3 separate regions of the Mus musculus genome follow, and all the other regions are linked to region 2. Evidence: chromatin contacts called from public ChIA-PET data. All regions are on one chromosome and are shown on one strand. The core of a region is the stretch at or near the end of the contact, and the rest is flanking DNA. Distances in the headings are between cores, read along the strand shown.

Evidence for each region. ChIA-PET counts read pairs in DNA pulled down with a chosen protein or histone mark.
Region 1: an RNA polymerase II ChIA-PET map of memory CD8 T cells shows a contact between it and region 2, with 6 read pairs. The contact joins two enhancer-like sites. A contact is called at or near these places in 2 of 484 Hi-C or Micro-C datasets (CD8 T cells and embryonic stem cells) and 2 of 115 datasets of contacts at active chromatin or transcription factors (effector CD8 T cells and memory CD8 T cells).
Region 3: an RNA polymerase II ChIA-PET map of effector CD8 T cells shows a contact between it and region 2, with 39 read pairs. The contact joins two enhancer-like sites. A contact is called at or near these places in 1 of 484 Hi-C or Micro-C datasets (the G1E-ER4 cell line) and 3 of 115 datasets of contacts at active chromatin or transcription factors (effector CD8 T cells, memory CD8 T cells and pancreatic cancer cells).

Annotation. Positions count from the first base shown.
Region 1 is chr13:51,724,554-51,727,805 of GRCm38.p6, reverse strand. It overlaps Sema4d (sema domain, immunoglobulin domain (Ig), transmembrane domain (TM) and short cytoplasmic domain, (semaphorin) 4D), which reads left to right. Exons shown (of 16, transcript NM_013660.5): 3 at 2,264-2,582. The coding sequence starts at 2,477. Among named protein-coding and RNA genes, the nearest start is that of Sema4d, 67 kb to the left of the region's middle. Within about 2 kb of position 1,420, at least 43 of the 459 cell types and tissues checked have an H3K27ac peak or open chromatin away from gene starts, as enhancers often do. A contact at or near this core is called in memory CD8 T cells, where this site is marked.
Region 2 is chr13:51,962,649-51,966,135 of GRCm38.p6, reverse strand. No RefSeq gene overlaps it. Among named protein-coding and RNA genes, the nearest start is that of Gadd45g, 120 kb to the right of the region's middle. Within about 2 kb of position 1,640, at least 142 of the 459 cell types and tissues checked have an H3K27ac peak or open chromatin away from gene starts, as enhancers often do. A contact at or near this core is called in the G1E-ER4 cell line, effector CD8 T cells and memory CD8 T cells, where this site is marked.
Region 3 is chr13:51,766,770-51,770,532 of GRCm38.p6, reverse strand. All of the region lies in intron 1 of Sema4d (sema domain, immunoglobulin domain (Ig), transmembrane domain (TM) and short cytoplasmic domain, (semaphorin) 4D), which reads left to right. It also overlaps Gm19281. Among named protein-coding and RNA genes, the nearest start is that of Sema4d, 25 kb to the left of the region's middle. Within about 2 kb of position 2,317, at least 78 of the 459 cell types and tissues checked have an H3K27ac peak or open chromatin away from gene starts, as enhancers often do. A contact at or near this core is called in the G1E-ER4 cell line, effector CD8 T cells and memory CD8 T cells, where this site is marked.

The sequences.
Region 1 (3,252 bases), core at 171-2,670, 240 kb after region 2:
TTTATTACATGTAAGTACTGTCTTCAGACACACCAGAGGAGGGCGCCAGATCTCATTAGGGATGGTTGTGAGCCACCATGTGGTTGCTGGGATTTGAACTCAGGACCTTCGGAAGAGCAGTCAGTGCTCTTAACCGCTGAGCCATCTCTCCAGCCCAGGAATGTTTTCTTATAAAAAATGTTCAAGCAGGAATGTGACCTGCATGACCTTGGCTGGCGACCCTGGCAGGCGTTCAGCCTTCTCTGTTCACACCAACATCTACTTCCATCAGGGGGATGTGAAGAGGAAAGAAATATCCATGTCCCATGCTACCTGACCCTCGCAGCTGGAACAAATCAGAGGGCCTCCTGCGTGTCACAGCTCCCTTGTTCTGCTCATCTCCAGTTTCTGCAACACCCAGGATCTTCTGGGCTTAGACCAGTGCCACCTGTGCCTCTGTACCTAGAGGGTGCTTGAGATCAGAGTGGTGTTGCTGTCCTGGCTTTCCTTAGCTGTGAATGCTCAGTGTTGGAGGGAGTTGGTCACCATGGCTTGGACCCTAGCAACCCACAGCCCCCTTCCTCACTGTGGCAGGAGAATGGGCTCTTACGCGACAGGACGCAGCACTGTGAACTTGCTCAGCAAAACGCAGAGTTCATAATTGTCGGACTCACCACTGTCTGTTTCCCAGTCACTGCCTCAGTTCTTGGCTTCCTGCTTTCTGGTTGGATCAGGGTAGGAGTCACCCCTTGTGCTTGGCTGCTGTGAATTTCTAGGGTAGGACAGGGGTCCGTCTGGCTCCTATTCTGTAGAACCGCTGTCTATAATTGGAGTCACCTCTTTGCATGTCACCTGTATCTCCTTTTGAGCTATAGCGATAGTTAAGGAAAATGGTGAGCTGAACTGGCTTAGAATATCCCACTCCTTGGAGGAAGGAGGGGTTCGGGCTATCTTTAGGAAGCTTCTAAATCCATTGGGATAGAAACCAGACAGTCGGGGCTGGTGAGATGGCTCAGTGGGTAAGAGCACCCGACTGCTCTTCTGAAGGTCCAGAGTTCAAATCCCAGCAACCACATGGTGGCTCACAACCATCCGTAATGAGATCTGATGCCCTCTTCTGGTGTCTGAAGACAGCTACAGTGTACTTACATATAATCAATAAATAAATTATAAAAAAAAAAAAAGAGAGAGGAAGATAAAGAAGAGAGGGGGCACTTTCTATTTTAAAAAAAAAAAAAAAAGAAACCAGACAGTCTGTCCTTTAGTACCGGACAGACTAAGGGACTGAATAGAGATGCTGGAAGAGCCTGCCCTGCCCTCTGTGGGAGGAAGGGTGGGGCAGGGGAGGCCTGGCAAGTGGGTAGATGCCATGCCAGCATTGGGCTCACATCTGGAGACTGTTGTGCTCCCTTCAGCTTCTAGTAACCACACCCAAAGGTGAGGCGGATCTGTGTATCAGGGCAGCTGGTGAGTGACTCAGCGCTGAGCTCTGCATCCTGGGATCCTGGTGTGTGCTGGGCCTCAGGCTTGGCTAGGGCAGGTGAGGACAGGGACAGAGGCTCAAGGGACCTGGCCACAAGTCCATCAGACAGCAAAGCCTGGTCTTCTGTTTCTTGTTTGTGGACAAATCAGAGTTAATTGCTAGTGTTTCCATGGTAATTAACGGCTTCCTGGTGAGGCAGGAAGAGCTCGGGTTGCCTCCTGGGCTAGCTATGACTTTTGATGTGACCCACTACTCCTGCAGAATGGGGCCCTGAGGCTATGTCTTCATGGGTACGGAGGTTAGTGTGTGCTTACATACTGTATGTATGTATGTGAGCACATGCGTGCATTTTCGTGCACATTTGTGTATGGCTATGTGCATTCTGTGTGTCTACCCATGCATGTGCACCCTTACATGTATTCCCAGGGGAGTGCCCTGTAACCGCAAACCTCTGATGTCTGGTAATATTCCTGGGTTAGCATGTCAGAAGTTGGGAAGTGAGCCCTCCAGGGAAACTGAGACCCGTACTGTTCCTTTCAGTTGTGGCATGTCACCAAGCACCTGGCTGTCCCTCTAGCTAGTTATTTCCACCTTGGTGGGTCCATCCATCTTGGTGTGTTTTAGCCTTGTTGTCTTCTCTCTGTGGGATCTGTCTGTCTGGCAGCCCCACAAATCCTGGATGCCTTCCATGTCCCTCAGCAGGCAGGTTCAGACAGGATAGACAGTAGAAAGGGATGGAGGGGACTGAGAACCATCTGGAGCCGCTGGGACCTATAGTCTCGTCCTTTCCTTCTTTTGCAGGTCAGACGGGAACACCGGCAGCCTTGGCATGACGTCGTGAAGGTGGCCATTGCTAACCTGACATGTGGGGACTCAGGAACCCCACCCCTTATGGGCTCCAGTCTGTGCTGCTGGCCCCAGCTCTGGGGCTCTAAGAGGTCCTTGCTGCTACCCCACAGCAGCCTGCTGCCATCCATGTGTGCCCGTTGCTGAAGGCCTCGGTGGCCCCTGCCCATGAGGATGTGTGCCCCCGTTAGGGGGCTGTTCTTGGCCCTGGTGGTAGTGTTGAGAACCGCGGTGGCATTTGCACCTGTGCCTCGGCTCACCTGGGAACATGGAGGTAAGTGAGTGTGAGCCATGAGTGAGTGTGAGTGTGGGTGCAGCAGCTCTGGAGAGTGTGGGGTCCCTGCTTTGGATGCTCTGTGGGGTCTGTCAGGGCAGGCTTAAGCCGCTGGGATGTCAAAGGATGCTGTGTGACCAGGAGACCCCACAGCAAGCGCCAAGCTTAGGTTGGACGGTGTATGTGACCTCAGTGGCTCACGGCTTACTTAATGCTGACGACATCCCAGGTACTTATGCTGCACTGTTGAGATTAGCTCAGCCTCAGAGAGGTCTCCAGGCCCGATTTCCAGGATGGGGACACACTGGCTGTCCCACATTCCAGGGAGGGAACTTTGTGAAGACAGAAGCCGGGAAGCAAAGTGCACTGAGAATGTCCAACTCTGAAGCTACCTGGACACTCCGGGTGCTGACTTGTAGGCAAGTTCAGATGAAGTTCATTGATGGGGGAGGGGGCAGAATGCTGAGCTCAGCATCACAGCAGGAACCTCCACACTCAGGAAGTTGATGCAGGAGGATCGTGAGTTCCAGGCCAGCCTGGGCCACGGAGAGAGACCCTGTCTAAGAAGACCAGTATTGTGTATGTCCTGCCTGTGTTAACATGTTCTTAAACTGGTGCAGGTACGAAAAAGCATCACTTGTCTCTGGAAATCATTGGTAATGAGTGTAAA
Region 2 (3,487 bases), core at 391-2,890:
CCACTGAACCTGGGGCTTGCTTCCGGCAGACAGATGGGACCATGAAGGACATCCTCTGTTGCCCTCTATTTATTATTGGAGGAGGGAGAAGAGCTTGAACCAGCCAAGTGCTCTGCCCCAAGGCTATGTCCACAGCTTAGTTGTCCCAAATCAGTTGACGGGGTTATCAAAAAAGAACATGAGTTGATAAGCAACCTCGGGAGAAAAGATCTAGTCACACACTACTTGCTAGCAGAAGTCAGGGGTCAGAGCTGTCATCAGTACAGAATAAAAAAATGTCCCGGGGTACAGATCAGTTAGTAAAGTGTTTGCCTAACATGCATGAGGCCCTGGGTTTGATCCCCAACACCTTATAAACCAGTCATGGTAGTATACTTCTATAACCCTAGCACAAGGAAGGTGAAGGCTAGCCTCAGCTAGTGAGTTTAGGGCCAGCATGGGCAACAAAAGACCCTGACTCAGAAAACAAAAATATTAAACAAAAAATAAAACGTTAAAATTGATAATTAACAATAATAAGCTATCTTCCCTTTACAGATGTTTGTGAAGCCCCTGGTCATCTGTGTTCCTGCCAAGCTGACATCCTATATCACCATTTCCCAGTATGTCCCCATTTTTGGAAGAAAGGGATGGAGCTGTTGAGGAACAATGAAACTACTGAACGTGCGTCTTCATTTCATAAACAGAGGACAGGCTTGGGCTTCCCCCTCCAGTAGAGCGCTTGCTGAACATTCGTGCTGTCTGTTTGCATCCTTAGAAAGACCCCAAGAAGAGACAGAAAGAGACACTACACTTGCCCGTGACCTTCAAACACAGACAGATTCCAAGTTCAGAGGTGGCAATCTGTGGCAGCCCAGACAACTGGGTTCTCACCAGGCCCTCAGAGGGACATTGACAAAGACCCCACTGTAACCTGGTATCCTTTCCCCAGTCCATCGCTGCCCAGGGTCAGCTCAATGTCCCCACCTAAGGCCCCAGTGGAGGTCACCTCTCAGCATCCACACCCCCTAGCTGGTGCCAAACTCAGCAAAGGCAGACAGAATGTGGCCCACAGCCAAGAAGGAGAAACAGCCTTTGGAAGCCACTAAATCATCCCCTTTGTTCTAAGTACCCCAAGACAGTAGAATGATCTGGAAAACAAATTCCCATGAAATGATTCAGCAAGAGAGAAGAACGTTCTGGAGACTGACTTCTACCTAAACCATCTGAGCAGGTCTATGTAACAGCCTTTCTCAGAGCTGCCCTTTCTCTACACGAAAGGGCTGATTCCAGCAGAGAGGGTCATTCCACCTGCTGTGGAGCTCATCTGCCCGTTGAGCAAGCCAAGCTAGACCCTGAAAGCCAGGCACTGCTACCCTGTGTGGCCCTAGTGTCTGCAGGGAGCATGCAGGGAGGACACTGGCTCCCTGTCTACACAGCAGGAACTGACACACAGATGCCTCAGACAGGCTGTGCTGAGTTTTGTTCCACCCTCAAAGAAAACCCAACCCCTTCCCCCAAATGAAGCTGTCTTTACAATGCTTGCAGGACCAGGGTGGGATTTGTGCAGCTCTGATTGTTCGGGCGGGCTGGTCCCCAGACCGGCTGAGTCACACCGGAAGAGGCATTCTTCATAATTCTCCTCAGGCCCTGCAGGCTTTGTTTGTACACTTGCCTGTTTCCTGTTCCACTGCCCCTAGCCCTTCCTCCACCTGCGCACGCTGGCACTGCAGAGAGGACCGTCGCTGTGTGTACTAGCCTTAAAAAAATGAAGACAGAAAAATCTAGTTCTTCCTCATCAGCTTTCTCTGAGCATGGAGAAAGAAGAAAGGAAAAAGCAGGGAAGATGTTGCAGCCGGGGAGAGCTTTTCTCCTGCGGCTGAAATCCTGTCCCAACATGGCTTCCCGACCCCTCACCCAGAAGGGGAACCCTTCAGCCCTACGTCGCTGGAGAGAAAGTTCTCATACTCCACAATCTGTTTCCTGGAAACCCTGGGAGTTCCTCAGAGCCGCTCAGAGCAGCTGTGGAGGAAGAGAAGGCCAGGAAACTGAGGCAAGCCAAACACCAAGTTCTAGTGAGAGTAGAGAGACCAAGTTACAGTGTGCTCAGATCAGCACCTTCTTCTGCTCACTGTGTAGGCCACAAACAGGCCTAGAAGCAAAGGGACTCTACTCTGGGAGCTCTTAGGGGCTGGGGTCGGGGGAGGACACCATCCTCTCTGTGGCCCGGGTGTGACTACAATTAGTCACAAAGCTTGGGGCATTGCACTGAGTGGCTGCTCTGTGTGACTGGCCTGCTGGAGGAATGGCTATAAGATCAGCATCCAAAGCTCTGACCCAGAGTTGTTCCTGTCTGAGGGTACAAAAAGTAGAGAAGAGCCTGAGAGACAGGAGGTCCAGTGACAGGCCCAAATTGGGATCCAGCTCAAGGGGAGGCTCAGACCCCTGAGACTGTTACTGATGTTGTGGTGTGCTTGCAGACAGGAGCCTAGCATGGCTGCCCTCCGAAAGGCCCAACGAACAGCTGAAAGAGTCAGATGCAGATACTAGCACCTAGCCAGTGGATGGAAGGCAGGGACCCCTGTGGTTGAATTGGGGGAAAGCTGGAGGAAGATGAGGACGAGGGTGACCCCATGGGAAGACCAGCAGTCTCAACTGACCTAGACCACCAAGATCTCTCAGACACTGAGCCCCACCAACCAGGCAGCATACACCAGATGATATGAGCCCCCAGTCCCCACCCCCAGCACATATACAGCAGAGGACTGCCTGGTTTGGGTTCAGTCAAAGAAGATGCACCTAACCCTCGAGAGAATTGAGGCCCCAGGGAGTGGACCCAGGGAGTGGAGAGGCATGGTGTGGTGAGGAGTGGGGGTGGGAACATCCTCTTGGAGATGGGGAGGGGGGTGGGGAGAGGGGGGATGGGATAGGAAGCAGTCAGGGGGCAAACCGGGAGAGGGATGAAGACTGGACTGTAAAAAAAGAATTAAAGAATTTTAAAATAAAAAAAAAATAAAAAGCTAGAAAGTCATCTCAGACAGGAACTTGAGGGGAGACAAAGGAAAGTTCAGAGGGGTGGCCATGGAAGACATGACACTTGGTCAAAAAAAAAAAAAAAAAAAGAGGAGGGAAGGGGGAGACAACAGCTTTCTTGGGAGAATGCAAGTGTGTCATCATGAGTCACCAGAAAGCCGAAGCAATGGTGTGAGGAGAGGTGAGCCCAGGGTCAGACAAGAACCAATGAGAAAGCCAGCAGCGTTCAGCAGCTGTGGACATTAATCATCTGGAGCGAGGAGCCATTGAGAGCCTTGAGCCCCTGACGTGGAGACATCTTCCTGGGATGAGGAGCAGGAGAAGAGCTCACTGAGTCCAGGCTGCTAACAGCAGATGTGACAACGTGTGTCTGGGGGATGGATCTGTGTGTCATAATCTCTCACACAAGTCCTTGAACCAGAACCAGTACCCACTGATCCTGCAGGGTGTGAGGGGAGGAAATTCTCTGCTCCGG
Region 3 (3,763 bases), core at 1,068-3,567, 200 kb after region 2:
AAGAAGGTTGGTTCTGGAGAAATGGCTCCGTGATTAAGTGCACTGGCTGCTCTTGTAGAGGCTGGAGTTCGGTTCCCAATACCCAAACGACAGCCTGTGACTCTGGTGCCAGTGGATCTGATGCTGCACATGGCTTGCATATATACATATAAAGCATCTTTGAAAGAGCGGGGAAGGTTTTCAAAATGCAGAGGATTTGGAAAGTCCCATCACAGAGGGGAGCAGGGGCTGCGGGGAGGGGACCCCAGGCTACCGTCAAGCACCAACTTGAAGTAACAATGAGTTGTGGAACAAGCAGGCAGAACACAGTGATTGCCCTGGCCTGTGCTATCCCCAAAATGGCCTCTGTGCCTGCTGTCCCTTGCTGTTGAGTCTTGGGCTGCTGTCAGCCTTCTGCAGCTGTCTGCTGCCACTTTGTATTAGTGTGGCTTTTGCCAGTGTGTGACATGGTGTCAGCAGTCTGCTCAGGTGAGGACATGAGCTACAGCTCTGTCCCAGGTGCTTGACAGCTCATGGTGGCTGGAAGGCAATGTTCTAGGGCCTAACCTCCACTGTGGTCATATGCAGACAAGGGTTTCTAAGAACCATGTCTTTCCTCCTCTCATAAAGTAATTCATTGTTTTTGTTTGCGGAGACAGAGTCAAACTGGCCTCAGAATATAATTAGGTATATTGTATCCAGACATTTTGTGTTAAAATAACAATGACCAAGACACTGAAGAGGTGACTGAGTTTGTGGCTAAAGTTCTTGCAATCTGGGTTTGGGACCCCAGATGTAAACTCCCAATGAGATGGTGACTTGCCTATAGTTCCACTCATGGAAGGTGGAGATGTGGGATCCCTAAAAGCAAGGTGGTTAGGGAGACTGCTGTATTGATGCGTTCTGGGCTTGATCTAGAGACCTTGCCTCAGTGAGAGTGATTGAGGATGAGACTAGACATTACTTTGGGCTTCCACGTGAACATTCACTTGCATTTTGTGTGTCTTGAGACAGAAACTGAAGGGCTGAAAAAGGACATCAGGTGAGTTGCTTGGGTGTGTGCAGTTGTCCATCTGTGTCTAAGGGGATAGGATGGGTTCTAGAACCCTCACCACAGATGCCAGGATTCGTAGATGCAAGGTTTTTGGTTCTTTCTTTCTTTCTTTCTTTCTTTCTTTCTTTCTTTCTTTCTTTCTTTCTTTCTTTCTTTCTTTCTTTCTTTCTTTCTTTCTTTCTTTCTTTTTTCCATAAGGGTATGGTGCTTGTTCACAGCGGTGAGCATCCTTGTATACACCAGCCACCTCTAGGTGCCTCACAGTTCCAAGATGATATATGTGCCATGTCAGTGCATATAAGGAATAGGGACAATGACAAAGGGCAAAGACTGCATATGCACAGAGCTCCGTCTTGTGAATGTACATGGGACCCATGTGTGCAGAGGTCCACATGAGTCTGGGTTGTGGGCATGGAGGGACCAGGAGCCCCAGGGATGCTGAATCATCTGTAACTATCAGATGCTGTGCTTTGTCTTTCTGGACTCTGAGGGATCCCCCTGAATCATCTTGGTTCTGGAGTGTTGGGCAGTTAGAGCAGGGTGGTACTGGGGGCAACACGTGCTTAGATCCACACTTGGTACCAGGAAGAGGCAGAGATGGTGCTGTTCCAGAAGAGTGCCCTCGGGGGCTCTGCTTAAGGAAACTCCAGCCCCGGCAACCAGGAGAACCTCAGCTCACCTTCATCTGGAGGCTGAGAGCTGGGAAGTTAATATCAGCTTCCCTCCAGGGGGCTGGTGACATTTTAGTTTCTGCTCTGGTGGCTTGTGAAAGAGTAACGAAGGCCCTTCTAGGGTCTGCCCCCTGGAGCTTTGGACTTAAAAACCTCTGGTTATATAGTAACGGGAGCGCTAGGAAGGGAGTGGCATCCTCCCAAGAAGGTTCTGCAGCCGAGTCTGCTTCACATTTGGGCTCATGCTCAGCTCTCATTCTCTCTGTATTTACAGGCATTGCATGCTGGGTACTGATTGCAGAGGAAGGCAGTGGCAAAGGGCTTAAGGAAGTGCACGCTGAACAGAGGTGCTCTCGAGCAGGGCGGGTGCTACCAGGTTGATTGACACCTTACTACCACACACACACACACACACACACACACACACACACACACACTGTGTTCTAAGCAGTGGAGTACTAGTGAGGTACTGGGTGGGCTCCTGGGTACTTGCACATCTGCGAGGGCAACTGTGCACGTGCTCATGTGATCTTTGAGTACTGGTGTGTCTGAGCACGTGCACACATCTAGCAGATGCTGTTGTAGGTGTAGTGTCAGGCCAACACCCAGGGTCTTCCTGCTGCCTTGTGGTAGCTCCGGGAAATGAAGGCCCCAGGCAGTTCCAGTTCATGTCCCTGCCCCAGGCTTGCAGAGGTGTTTTGTCAGCCCTGAAGAGAACCCACATCGACAGAAATGAAAATGAACTCACATTGCGGTGAGATGAACTCAGGTGATTTTCCTAGTTTGTTTGTTTGTTTGAAGTAGAACGTGTGTGTGTGTGTGTGTGTGTGTGTGTGTGTGTGTATCATGTGCATGTTTGTGTGCAGGCACACATGAGTGCATTTGCATACATGGAGGCCACATCATAGCCTTGACTTATTCTTCAGATGCCTCCTAGTTGATTTTTGTAAAGATCTCCCGCTGGCCCGGAACATGCTGATTCAGCTGTGAGTCCCCCAGGAGTCTCCCGGCTTTCCAGTGCTGGGATTAAAAGCACACATCACGTTTCCAGCTTTTTACTGGGTTCTGGGGGCTTAGGCTCAGGTCCACATGTTTGCAAGGCCTTATCAACTGAGCCATCTCCTCAGCCCCTGAGTCAGGAAATGGTTTTGAACTTCCTGTTCTCTTTAGATGTCTGGCCCATTGGTGCATGCCCCTGACACAGTGCCACGGGCTGGCGAGTCCCACGTTTATATGGGTGCACTCTTAAAAGTCAGGCTCAGACCGAGAGATCATTGACTCTGCTGAGATTCTCAGATCTTGGGTTCTTGCTGTCATGGGCCTGGTTAGCTCCTCACTCTTCTTTCTCCTGCCCCACTCCAACCCCAGAAATTCAGGACAACTCCCAACTCTCCTTCCATTCATGGTTTCCCCCCAAGTCATCCCGTTTCCTAACCTCACTATTGTGTCCCTTCCCTTCTTCTAGTCTCAGACTTTGGAATAAGTAACCTTTAAGTTGGTGTTCGATCAAGGGGCTCCGGGCTGTGTGCCAATCCGTAAGTCACATACCACGGACATCAACATTGACTGTCCTCTGTGGATGTACAAATGGTTCCAGGGCAGTGGAAAGGTAACCCTTGCCCTCCCATGGGAAGAGCCGACCTGTGTCCATAGGAAATCCATCCCAATGTCCCTTGACTTCCTATAGCTTTTTGTTATGGAGAAGAAATTCACATAACATAATAGGATGCTGTACAGGGACATTCTGGTACTGTGTTCTTTGGCTTGGGAAGTATTGCAGCCCCCCAGAACTTCCCGTCCTCACCAAATCAGTTTAATGAGTTGTTAGGAGCTGTTACTACGCACAGCCTTCTGGAGTTTGTCCAGTTATTAGCTTGTCATTCAGAAAATCCTTTGGCTACAGAACCCTAGTGTCTTATGATACAGTTTCCACCAACGTGGTACTCTTCTAATGGTGGATAAAACTTATTAGAGATTTATTCTGGCAGTCTGCTATGGTGATGGGCTATTTTATATGCTTGGATCATTCTTGCTTCTGCTTAGTTGTATGATCATGTCG